Regions from separate parts of the Mus musculus genome. Here regions 2, 3 and 4 are each linked to region 1. The links are chromatin contacts, called in public HiChIP or PLAC-seq and promoter capture Hi-C maps. All regions are on one chromosome and are shown on one strand. The core of a region is the stretch at or near the end of the contact, and the rest is flanking DNA. Distances in the headings are between cores, read along the strand shown.

What was found. Promoter capture Hi-C pulls out the DNA fragments that hold promoters and counts their contacts. HiChIP or PLAC-seq counts read pairs in DNA pulled down with a chosen protein or histone mark.
Region 2: a contact with region 1 is called in a promoter capture Hi-C map of liver. The contact joins the promoter of Pbx2 here to the promoter of Prrc2a in region 1. A contact is called at or near these places in 9 of 39 promoter capture datasets (the 3T3-L1 cell line, the HPC-7 cell line, cranial neural crest and 4 more), 1 of 484 Hi-C or Micro-C datasets (myocytes), 2 of 115 datasets of contacts at active chromatin or transcription factors (memory CD8 T cells and pancreatic cancer cells) and 2 of 9 other capture datasets (embryonic stem cells and liver).
Region 3: a promoter capture Hi-C map of liver shows a contact between it and region 1, with 4 times the contacts expected there. The contact joins the promoter of Prrt1 here to the promoter of Prrc2a in region 1. A contact is called at or near these places in 13 of 39 promoter capture datasets (the 3T3-L1 cell line, cranial neural crest, embryonic stem cells and 8 more), 1 of 484 Hi-C or Micro-C datasets (cerebellum) and 1 of 9 other capture datasets (adipose tissue).
Region 4: an H3K4me3 HiChIP or PLAC-seq map of embryonic forebrain shows a contact between it and region 1, with 2.1 times the contacts expected there. The contact joins the promoter of Ddr1 here to the promoter of Prrc2a in region 1. A contact is called at or near these places in 1 of 39 promoter capture datasets (cranial neural crest) and 2 of 115 datasets of contacts at active chromatin or transcription factors (embryonic forebrain and pancreatic cancer cells).

The regions. Positions count from the first base shown.
Region 1 is chr17:35,163,277-35,166,254 of GRCm38.p6, reverse strand. Prrc2a (proline-rich coiled-coil 2A) reads left to right here and starts at 1,378. Exons shown (of 31, transcript NM_020027.3): 1 at 1,378-1,520.
Region 2 is chr17:34,590,654-34,593,631 of GRCm38.p6, reverse strand. Pbx2 (pre B cell leukemia homeobox 2) reads right to left here and starts at 1,373. Exons shown (of 9, transcript NM_017463.3): 1 at 858-1,373; 2 at 1-60. The coding sequence starts at 1,078. It overlaps Gpsm3 (G-protein signalling modulator 3 (AGS3-like, C. elegans)), which reads right to left. Exons shown (of 4, transcript NM_134116.5): 3 at 2,691-2,890; 4 at 1,878-2,462. The coding sequence ends at 2,325.
Region 3 is chr17:34,627,976-34,630,953 of GRCm38.p6, reverse strand. It overlaps Prrt1 (proline-rich transmembrane protein 1), which reads right to left and starts at 1,390. Exons shown (of 4, transcript NM_030890.2): 1 at 1,250-1,390; 2 at 1-321. The coding sequence starts at 1,268. It also overlaps a transcript of Ppt2 not described here.
Region 4 is chr17:35,699,151-35,702,128 of GRCm38.p6, reverse strand. It overlaps Ddr1 (discoidin domain receptor family, member 1), which reads left to right and starts at 1,539. Exons shown (of 18, transcript NM_001198833.1): 1 at 1,539-1,698. It overlaps LOC115488883 (a small nuclear RNA gene), which reads left to right and starts at 2,820; the gene lies at 2,820-2,926.

The DNA.
Region 1 (2,978 bases), core at 129-2,628:
CTGGGAACTCACAATCACCAGTAATTCCAGTTCAAAGAGATCTGAACTCCTCTTGGTACAGGAACCAAGAACCCAGGTGGCACCAGGAACCCACTTGGTACATATGCATATATGTAGATATGCATACAAATAAAATAAAAACAAATAAATGTTTCTAGAGTTAGGAAAATGGCTCAGCGGATGAAATGCTTGCTAACAAGCATGAGGACCTAAGTTTGGACCTCCTGTACTCATGTCCAGGCTGGGCAGATCACTCCTGTCTGTAACTTCAGCACCGGGATGCAGAGATAGAAAGATCTCAAGCTCTTTGGCCAGTCCATATGGAATCTGAGCTCAGCCATCCAAGTATCAAGATTCACTGAAAGATGAAAAGAATGTCTCAAAAAATAAAGTGTTTGCGCGAGCCCTCTGGACGTCAACCTCTGGTTTGTAAAGGCCAGTGAGCACCCACCAATATACATAAAAATTCACAGGAAAATGTTGAGTAAGTGTAAGTGTGGTGAGAGGCAAAGATTTCTACAGTCAAGTACTAAGAAACAAAGAGGGGAAGTAGTACGACCTTTAAAGCTGAAACTCATTGTTGAAGGAACATTAATTATAAAAACAGTTTTTAAAACTATTGAGCATAAAAATTAAATGTCAAATATCCGCCGTAGTTAGTCGCTGCTAAAATTTGGAAGAGTAGGTCATTCCTTGCCTTTGTTCAAATTGTTTGCATATATTATGCAAATACCCAGAACCATTCGAAGAACGCCTACTCGAAGAAAGTCAATGATACACTCCTCTGGACCCTTTGATTGGCTTGCCTATCCACTTCATTTGCATGACGTGATTTGATAACTGGAAAGCCCCGCCTCCCTGACGCGTTTACCTCTCACGAATGGACACCAGACCTGAAATTCTTCCAGGGTCTATGTAACTCCGCCCTCGACTAACTAATCCCTTCCATTCGTCGCAGTTCTTTCCGTCTTCTCCGCTGAGAGTGACCGGGGCCTAGCATCCCTTCCCTGCGTGTCTCTCGGCTCCCAGCCGTCCGCGGACCAACTACGCATGCGCATCCTTTTTCTCCCACCATCCGTCGTGTAAATTCTGCGCCCCAACGGCCTCGCATTCCGCCCGGTCTACGCGTCTCAACTGCCGACGCCAAGACGTCTCCCTAGCCAACCGGCGTCCTAGCGTCTGTAAGTCCCTCCCCTTTATGCAAATATCCTCCACACACTGCCTTTATTTTTTTAAAGTAGGGACAGCCCTGAAGAGCGGAGGGGTCGGAGAGTAAGGGCTCCGCCCCCTATGCAAATAAGGGGGCGTGCCCAGCCGCGGAGGGAGGCGGGAGGTGGGGGGTGTTCCCGGGGGCGGCGGTTGCCCGGATGGGCCGTTAGTCGGAGCCCAGCCGCGGAGTGAGCGAGGGAGACGGGAGGAGCCGAGCGCGGCGCCATCCGCCGCCATCCGCCCCCGCCCCGCCGCCATCCGCCCCGGGAAGCCTTTGAGCCCGGGTCCCGGACCCCCACGCACCCGGCTAGGTGAGTCTGGGCGAGCTGGGCGCTGACGCCCTTTCCGGCGCGGGGCGGCGGCAGCGGCGGCGGCGGGCCGGGGGAGAAGCTGCCATCAGCCGCCGCCATCTTGTCCTCCTGCCGCCGGCCTGCCCCTCCCCCTCGGCCTGCGCCGGCCGCTCCCAGGCCGCTGTGGAGGGCTGGGGGCGGCCGCGGCCCAGCAGCCTGCTCCTCAGGGCACGACCGCGCTCCAGGCCGCGGTTCCTGCTCGCGTCGCGCCCTCGGCCCCTCGGCCGGCCCGGGGCCCCTCCGCCGCCTGTAGACCTACCCTTTGAGGGGCTCTTGGTGTTTCTGGAGCCCTTGCTGCCACCCGGCGCTATGGCTCCCGGTCTTTCTTGGTCTTTGCGTCGAGTCACTCTGGTTCTGGAGCCCCGCTTTCGGCCAGCATCTTCGCCTTTCTGCGTCCCCCAAGCCTCTGCGTTCCCTTTTCCCCCCATGGCCCTATCTCCTCCTCTTCCCTCTTTTCTTCTGAGCTCCCCTGACACTGCCCCTTGTCAGCCTTCCTCAGCCGTTCCTGCTTCCCTCCCTGCTTTCTGCTTGATTCTCTCTTTAGCAGTTGAAATCTGTCTGCTCTACGGTTTTTCTGCTTTCTCCCCCTTTCATGGTAGATTTCAGATTGCCTTCCTTAAGTGCCTAGAGAGCAACCCCTGTCTTCTTTTCTCTGGCTTGTGGTAAAGTTAGTTCTCTCCCCGATTTTGGCTTTCATCCTAGGCCTGCATGCTTTCTTGCTATCTTCCATCTCTTTTTCACACTGTTCCCACCCACAAATGAATGCCCGGTCACTCGAGGATGGATTCAGATGTAGAGTTTTTCCTGCCTGAGGAGTAAGGGCTGTTAGGGGAACAAATGACTGCTTATGAAGAGACTGGATGAGGATAAAAATGGTAGTTGGTTCTGGGTTTGGCCTCTGCTGCCTGGCCCATGGTTACAGGGTGTTGTCGAGGTAGCTCCGTCATGCTGTGGTTTTCCTCAGTTTTACATGGGGTCCACTAGTTTTTTGTTTTTTTGTTTTTTTCTGCCAGCAGAATTGTTTCCAAGAGCCTGTGTGGGGGCTATGTAAGGAATAGATGGAATATTTTGCATCCAGGGGTTCTGTGGAGCCCCTGTTGTTTAGTAAGGCTTAGTCTGGCACCAGCTCCTGGTCTGAGAGCAAGCTCATAAAAATCCTTAAGCTCCCAGCATACCTTCCTTCAAACCTCCCAGATGGGACTTAAGGCTGCTGGGAATGAAACCTGGGACACAGGGCCCTGGGGCGTGATTAGGGAGCTGGTGTCTAATAGGTTGACAATCTGAAGTTCTTGTACTTGCTCGATAGAGTTGTGTACCTCATTCTGGTTTTCTCTGGGGCTTTGACTTGGTTGTTCAATTTAATCGTATGTCTCTGAAATTATTTTGGAGGAGTGTAAGATTAGTTGCCATTTCTAAATG
Region 2 (2,978 bases), core at 124-2,623, 570 kb after region 1:
ATTTCACACAGGACACTAAACAGGGCAGGTTTCATTCGGTGACAGTTTAGGGCATGTTTCCTTAGGAGGAACGGGAGGAGAGAAAGGGTTCAGGCAGGAGAAAGACGAGAGGGGTGCCAGGGTGCAAGGTGGGGGCATAATCTGCGAGGGGGTTAAGTGGGAATCGGGGTAGAGTGGAGTCCGAGGGATAGTTGAGATCAGCTGCCATAGCTTCGGGAAGCGGCAGGGTCACAGGAAGCAGAAGATGCAGGCAGTGGGGCTAAAGTCACTATGGGCGGGCTGAGGCTAAGAGGGATGGTTCAAGCAAAAAGATGGAGCAAGGATCTAGAGATGACTGAAGAAATAAAGGTGACTAGGTAGGTTGTGGAGTAGAGAACCGGAGGCTGTCAGTGTGAGGCGGTAGGGGGCCTGAGAAAGGTGGGGGGGGGGGTGCCCTGCTACCTGGGAGTTCAGTACAGAATGTGTGGGCTGAGCAGGGGGAAGGCTGTTGAGGACTCTTGGAGGCCCCGACCTCCGTGGAAGGGAATGTGTGGAGATCCTGGATCCGTACGCGGAGAATGGGGTGGGCTAGCCGGATAGTTAGGGAAGACAGCTTTGGCTGAGAACAGTTTCTAAGTCTGGGAGCCAAGAGATGGGCCAGAGTTGACTGTAGGGGTCAGCAAAAGGTTAGGAGGGAGTGAGACCACCTGGGGTTCGCTCTGTGGAGGAGGCTTTAGGGCCTAGGGGCAAAGCAAGCTTTGAGAGAACACTAGAACTAAGGAAAGAAAAGAGTTGCAAGATCCAGAGAGGGCCCTGGGGGAGGGGGGCTTGCAGAGGACTCAGAGCTGTGAGCGGGGTCCCGGGGTGGGGGCACTCACTTGGCCTGGGCCTCGTCCAGGCTCTGGTCCGTGATGGTCATTATCTGTTGCAGAATGTCCCCGATGTCTTGCTTCCCTCGGCCTCCCGGGACCCCCCCACTTCCCCCACCGGGGTCTCCGCCACCGGGAGGCTCGCCAGGGCCCCCGGGCTCCGCACCTACCAGCCCCAGACCCCCACGGCCCCCGCCCGGAGGAGGCGGCCCCAGCAGCCGCTCGTCCATAGCTGGGGGGGGGCCTGAGGCCCCCTCCCTGCTCGCCCCTCCCCCCGCCGGGTGACTTCCCCCCCAAACTCGCTGGGGCCGCTGCTCCCTCCGCCCCAACCCCGCCCGGCAACCCGCCTCCCGGCTCCCCTCGGGGGTTCACCCCGGCACTGAAGGGGAGACCCGGGGTGCCGCCTGGGCACCCCCACAGGAGACCCCGGCCCCCGGCGGCGGAGAAAATGGAGCCGGAGAGAGAGAGAGAGAGAGAGGAGGCCCAAGCGGGGGTGTGTGTGCGAGAGGAGGGAGGAGGGAGAAGGGGGAACGAGGGAGGCGGCTGGGGGAGGGGAGCGGGAGGAAGAGGAGGGGAGGAGAGGAGGAACGGGGAGGAGCCGGGGGCGGGGAGACGCAGGCCAGGCGGCGGCGGCGGCGGCGGGTGGAGGCGGGGAGCGGCCGGGCGGCCGGGGAGAGACTGGGTTGGCCTCGGCGCTGGCCGAAAGGGCGCTGGGGTGGGTGTCTCGGCCACCTGGGTTCCGAGGCCATGGTCGGGTGGTGCGGACTCCGGCCTCTGGAATGTTCTCCGACAGCTCGGTTCATATTTCTTGTTCTAATGACTCCCCTCCTTGTTCGACTTAATTAAAACCGGGAGACTGGGGGCTGGGGGAGATGATTAGGGAGGTCTCCAGCCGCTGCTTAATGAGCCAGTAATTAACCAGCCAGGGAGGGGAGCTGGCCTCTGGCCAGATCGCTGAGAGCGGCTGCCCCAGGCCTCACCTACCCACCTTGCACCCCCCCACACACACCCCCAGATACCAGTCTTCAGTCCAGAGGGGAATTATGTTTATTCATACAACCAAAACATCAGACAGACTCAGCAGCAGGGTGGGGGCGGGGTAAGAGTCGCTTCACCGCCTCTGGGCCCCTCTGCCTTGGGGCCTGAGACTGCTAGTGCTGGACAATTGTCTTACTCTTCCCTTTTTTTCTCACTAGGCAGGGGCAGGCCGCAGCCCTCACACCCTGTTTAGTAGCTTGACAGCTCAGGATAGAGACTCTTTAACTGTCCTCGGGAGTTGTGTCCACCCTACCTTGCTTATCTTCATGGTTAGAGTACTTGTCCCAAGTCCAGTCCCCAGGGAAAGTGGGTGGTAAATACAGCAATTTTAGCCGGGTCTTCCATCTCTGGTTACCCCTGCCAAACAGGGTTGAAGACCTTCGGGGAGTGTCCCAGCTTTGAGTCCCAGAGAGAAGGGACTGGTGAGGAGCTCCGGTCTCAGCAGGTGTGTGTAGGAGGCCGGGATCTCTGCTCCTCCATTCGACCTCCACCCTGAACTCTCAGCAGCAACTCCAGAAGCTCCTGCCCCCCGGGGGGAAGGGGCGGGTCAGACCGTTGGGCTTCAATCCGCTGGCACTAGAAACGTGGAGGGAGAAAAGGGCATTGGTAGCCCATAATGGTTTTGGGTAAGAGAGGCCAGGGTTGGTGTGGGGCAGATAGGAAATCTGTGATGGGGATGGGGAGACTAGAGGCTTACCAAAGGACATATGCTTAGGGACAAAGAAGTTAGGGCTCAGGCAGAAGGCCAGCTAGGAGACCTGGGTCTTGTCTCCATGGATGCATGTGGGGTGGGATGTGCCTTACCTGGTGACTAAGGATGGTGCTGTAGAGCTGTTCTTTGTCTTCAAGAAGCCGGGGTGGGGCTGGGGCTAGGTTTGGTGGGGCCTCGGGGGTGTGGAAGGTGGCCCTCTGTTCCTCTAGGCGGCGGGACTGGGCTTCGGCCACTAGGTCCAGAAGGAGCTCAGTCTGCAGGGAGAGCAGGGAGCCAGAACGGGGCCCTAGGGCTATGGGAGAGGAAGGAGGAGGATTCAGACCCAGAGGCTATGGCAGAATGGGAGTAGCAAGCGGTGGGGACAGGTGAGCTGGTGGACG
Region 3 (2,978 bases), core at 141-2,640, 540 kb after region 1:
GCAGATAAGGGTCGGGTGGCATGCGGGGTAAGGTAGCACAGCCGGGTGGGGGAGCCCCAGCGGCGGGGCCGGGCGGGGCATGGTGGGGGGGCCGCGGTAGCGTGGCGGAAGACGAAGGACCGCGTTGAGCACTGGCCGCAGCAGAGGCCAGGCCACCTGCTCCTAAGCGCGGGAGGGTGGCGGTGCCAGACTGGTGGTAATGGTGGTGGTGGTGGTGATGTGAGGATGGGGCCGTTTGTGGGGGCGGGATGGGGGGCTCGGCCGGTGGCTGGGGGGCATTGTAGGGCGGCGGTGAAGTGTGGGGAACCGAGTCTGGAAGGCCTGGCCATGGAAAAGCCGAGGAGAGGATAAGGGGAGAGAGAAGACAGCAGAGATCAGAAGGGTAAGAGACATGAGACAGCAAGAGATGGAGAAAGAGCGAGGGAGATACAGCCGAGACGACATCTCCCATTTTGGGGTCAGGGAAGGGGTTGTATGTAGGCCACCTGGCCCCAATCTAGTTTTGCCGTCACAACTGTCACAGCTCCTCCCAGGCTCCGCTGCTGTCAACCACAACCCTCATTCAGGGTTGTCTCTGAGCCAGCTGTCCCCTCTTCCTGCACATGTGGTCGTGTCACAGGGGTCATGCACGCTCAGTTTAACATTTCCACTTTGCTTCAGGTGGAGTTACCTGGGAATCTCATGGGCCTCCGTTAAGGTCCATGACAAAGCTTCTGGGACTAGGCATAGTGGTTCATGCCTGTAATCCTTGTACTTGTGAAGCAGCCGGGGAAGGGTGAAGAACTGGGAAGTTCAAGACCAGCCTGGGCTACAGAGGGGAATCTCATCTCAAAGAAGAAAAAAAATTGTCTTCTAGATATTACTTTCCCAACAACCCAGTCTGATTAAGTCTCCGTTATTTTTCCACTGGGTGTCTCCATGCCACTGAACCGGTGACTGTCCATCTGTCACTCCCAGGGATGATGTCCCTGCAGAACCTGGCTCTGCCTCCCTTTCCATTTCAAAACTGCACCCCCCCCCCATGTTGTTGACAAGGGACCAAGGGACAGAGGCAGACTGACCCGAAGGAAGAGAAGGATGGGATATAGAAAGGGGAGGGGGTGGGGTATGCATGGAGAGAAGGAATGGAACTGAGCCACACAACATCCCAGAGGGGGTCAAAGAAGGGGATTAGGGCAAGTGGAGGTTAGGTAGGAGATGACAGAGGGGGTTGGGGGAGGGATATATATATATATAGTTTTTTTTTTACCTGACTTTTCTGACGACATGTTTGCAATCGTTGGGACAGGGTCTCTGAAGCTGGAGTCAGGGCCCCCTGACTGCTGGCGCAGGAGTCTTAGTGTCTCAGTCCGGGATGGCGCAGCGGCGGTAGCAGCAGCAGCGCGGAAATGGAGAGATGAAGACAGTGTGTGTTGGGGGGGGGGGGTGGCTGGGGGGGAGCTTAAAGGGACCGAGGCAGGGATGGGGGAGAGCTTCAGAAGTCTCCCCCCGAAAAACTCGGTTTCTCTCTGCTTCTGGACCACCTCTTTCCTCCTCTCACCCTGGCAGTCAAGCCCCCAGTTTAGCTCCCTTGGAGTTGTCATGGAAACCGGGAGGCAAGACCAGGCAAGGCGGGTGGGACTAAGAGAAGGAGGGAGGGAGGGAGAAATCTCTAGAGCCTCTCCCGCAAAGACTCGCTGTAGTGATTATATTGTGAGAAGAAGCCAGCTCAATGGATTTACCACACTTATCTCCAGACCCCGTTCAAGCAGTCCCTGCTCATCCATGGGGTTGCTCCCTCAGTTTCCCTCAGAACATCCTGCAAGATAGTTCTAGGTTTCTCCAGGTGTGAGACAGAACTGTACAAAGAGTGGAACCAAGAGGTTCAGACCCCCCCTCCCCCATATACAGCCTGACAATAGAGGTAAGATGCTGACTGTGGCTAAAGAAAAGGAGAAAAAGAAAGCGCCTGTGGGGGTACACAGGTACCTTCTTTCTCTAGGGTTATAAGAAGCTGAAATGCTTCATCAGAGGGAAGCAAGCTCTAATTGCTTGTTTGTGACAGGCAGGTTTGGAAAAGCGTGCTTGTTGGGGGCTGAAGAGTTCTTGGTCCAGTCAGCAGTCACAACCTCTCCTTAAAGCACTCCCTCTCTCCCCCCTCCTCCTGCCCCAAGACGCAGATCCACCCCCGGAGTCAACCCAAGACACAGCGGTGACTTCCACTCTTTTTATTTGCTTTTTGTGTCTTGTAAGGGCGTGGGTGGGGAGGTGGGGTAAGGATAGGCCCTCTACAGAGGTTACACCAGTTGAGCCTTTTTTGCAGAAACCTAGCAGGAGAATCAGAAACACCCCTTTAGGATTTTCCAACTCTCTCCAGAGACAGTTGCTCTAGGACAAAGCCCCTCTGGTGGCGTCCTGGAGAGCAGTCTCCAAAGCCCTGGCTTGAGCCCGTTCCAGGTCTGAGAAATTTTTACCCACGGCCTCATACCGGTGGTTCTGGTTTTTCAACCGTGCATGGATCAGAGGGAACCTTGGACCCATCCCTCCCACACCATCTTCAATACACGCTTCTGGTTTTATTAAGTTCAGATTAAACAAAGTCCCTGAGTACAGGCCTTGAAGCTCAGAAACCCTGCAAACTTATTTAATTGCTAAGTAAAAGCACTGACGGATAAAGGCTATTCCCTGGCACTCCGGCGCGCCGTAGGGGTCACGGGTAGGCCGAGTGGTGCCAGCGCCCGCAGCGGGGAGGAAGTCTGCCTGCACTGGCAGGGTTTGTGTCGCCAGCAGCCCGCAGGGATCTGAGGAGCAGTTTGTCGGGGTCGCTCAGGATTGAAAGACTGGTGGAAATCCTGTGGTGAGTCCTTGAAGCCCACGGGGCCCCACGCCCATATAAGGTGGGTCCGGGAGGGTGGGTCGTGAATGCGGAGATAAAAGTAGGGCCAGAGAAACTGGGTCAGGCTGCACTTCACTTGAGGGGCCTGGAGGACTCTCGGCGT
Region 4 (2,978 bases), core at 290-2,789, 540 kb before region 1:
TGGGAGGAGGGGCTGCCGCCAGCGCAGGTGAGGTTACTGGGAAACCTTGGCCCCACCCCCAGCCAAGCTCCACACCCCGCCCAGTCTCTGCAGGACCCAGATTTCCAATCGCTGTCTGCAGAGGGGTAGGTGATTTGGGGAGTCGGGGTGGGTGTCCCCTAAGGTCTAGGTGAAAAGGTCGTAGGCAGTTCTCCCAGTGGCCATGGGAGCCATTAGCAGGTCCTTCAGCAGCTGGAACGTCCCTGGGTTTGTAAACTGGAGACCCAGCCTGCCTTGGCTTCTCCCTAGGGGCAGCTTATCTTCCTGGTAGGTTTTTTGTGTGTACTTGTCTTGGTTTGTTTGGACTTCGTGTCTTTCTTGAGACTCTTTGGAAATGCTTTTTGGGTGTGAGTTTTGAGTCAGTTGGGATGTGTTTGTAACCGGGTGGTGAGACCGGAGACTTTACTGTGACCTGACATTATCCGGGGACTTGGCAGGTATGGGGGGGGGGGTGGCGTTGGAGAGAGGTAGGAATGACAGGTGGTGCTGAATGGGACGGAACACCTCCCACACTCCCACACTAGCTCTGTTGTCCTCCCTGCCTCTATCTCTCCGGTCCATGGCTCAGCAGCTCTCTCCGTTCATTGTCTCCTTGTATCCCTGGGTCATGCGTTCCTGTGCTTTGGGCAGTGTCTTTATTTTTCAGGGCGCCTATCTATCTTCCTCCCCCACCCCCACCTCGTCTTGGCTCCATTTTGCCCTTCTCCTTGCCAGAAGCCAGACTCTGCGGCTTCCACCAGGGACCGAGCTGACTGACTGGGACTGAGGGAGGCTTGCCTGAGAAAGACTGCAGAGTTAGCCTGGATGAAGCAGGGATCCCAGGGGGATCCGGAGCTTGGGGGTTTGAATCTCAGGGATCCTGAGAAGACAGGAGGGAGCTGCCAAGCTGGGGAGAGGTTCTGGAAGAAGGGAACAGAAAAAAGTTGAGACTAAAAGAGTGTGACCGGCTCTCAGACTTGGGGCGCGCGGGGATGGGGGGAGTGATTTAGGTTGGGATCCGGAGGAGGGGTGTGTGCCAAATGGTGACAAATGGGGTGGAGTGTGAACCTAGAGGGTCTGGCTAGACAGGTGAGCCCGGCTCCCTTCCCCCAGCCGGGCTGCAGCTCTCGCTCCGGTGCTGGGCCTGTGGGAACCCGTTCCTTCCTGCGTGCCCTGGGGCCGCTTCTCCGTGCTTCTCTCCCTCTCTCCAGGAACCGAGCCCAGAAAAAGGGGAGGAGGGACGGCGCCAACTCTCCCCACCCCCGAGCCACCGCGCGGGGTCCCTAGGGGGCTTAGCGGGCCCCTGATGGTGCTGCTGTACCCCAGCATCGGGGTGGCGGGGGATGGGCGTGCGGATCACCTAGTGGAGGCTACGCGCTGGGGAGCACTTGCAGGGCGGGTACCGCACTAGGAGAGGAGCGAGGGGCGGCGCCGGGCGTGGGAGCGCGGGCGCCGGGGCGGGAGTACCGGCGGGGGACGGGCGCGGGGAGGCGGCGCCTGGGCGCGATCCGGCCCCGCGCTGGCTCCTCTCCCCGGAACAGGCCCCCGACAGCTGCTCGCGGGAGCCGCCTCCCGACACCCGAGCCCCGCCGGCGCCTGCGCTCCCCTCCCGCGCCCCGCCGCCGAGGAGGCCCCAAGCCGGGGCCTGACGCCCGGGTCCGCCCCGGAGAGCCATGAGAGGTAGGGACTGAGGCGGGGACGAGCAAGAGGCAAGGGGAGCGGGTTGGGGAACCCCAGTTATGTTTGCTGCCCCGGGATTTTGACTCTCCATCCAAAGCAGAGGGTCCTGACTTTCCGAGAAACTATTCCGAAAAGAGAGCGAGGACCTCTCTTTTCTTGGGTGAGGGGAGAACCTAACTCCAAGAGGACAGGTGCGCGCATATGTAGCCCACTGAGTCATCCTATCGGTGCCTACCCCTCAACCTCCGGTGCCATGCTTACGGACATGCTCGGTTAAGCTGCCCAGGCCAGAGGGAGCCAGCCTGACGCCCAACCTACCAGACCAGCCACGCTCCGTGGTTGCCGGGTTGTGCCAAGAGACGAGGTCACCGCCCAATGAGCAACGCTCCCAGGCTCCCTTTCTGGCCAGGCAATTCTTTTCAGCACCCCCTCTCCCAGCCACCGCCCGGCTGGCCTACAACTGAGTGGCTGAGAAGGATGGAGGTGTGTCCAGACTCGTGTGGCACTCACTGTAGGGACAGGTCACACACAGTAGAATGCTTGAGAACAGGGAGAGATGGTCCTTGTTTTTCTTGCTGTTCTTCCCACCTGAGTCCCACCTGTTCCTGCCTGCTCTTGGCTTCCCTCTGGCTCAGTCACTCTGGATGTTTGGGGGTGGGTGGCTCCGTTCTCTGAGGATCCTGTACCTCAGGGCCTGCGTGTGGCTCACTTTGTCTTCTGATTATAGGAGCTTGTGTCTGCCGTTTAGTATTCGCTAAATGGTGAGATCTGACTTTATAGATTACCTCGGGGTTTGTGGCACACACCTGTAATTAGCCTCTGGTGATAAAGAACTGAAGGTCAGCCTTCCTTGGCATCGTAGTTGAACTTGAGACCTTGTCTCAAACAAAACAAAACAAACAAACAAAAACCCCAACCAACTATCTTGCTGTTAGGAGTACAGGTCTTTAGTTCCAGCACTCGAGTGGCAGAGGCAGGAGAATCTCTCTGAGTTCCAGGCTAGCCAGGGCTACACAGTGAGACAACAAAACCCAAGCAACTAACCAGTCCTTCTCCCCGCCCCAAAGCAACACAAAGAAATCAAACGCACACACAGAAGATGTCAAGATCTGTGTGGAGTGGTGCTGGCTTCGGCAACACATATACTAAAATTGGAAAGATACAGAGAAGACTAATGCGGCCCCTATACAAGCATGACACGGAAATTCATGAACGGTCCTTAATTTTTAAATGATGGAAGATGGAATTTAATGGAGGAGTTGTCTTTAAAGCTACTTGAG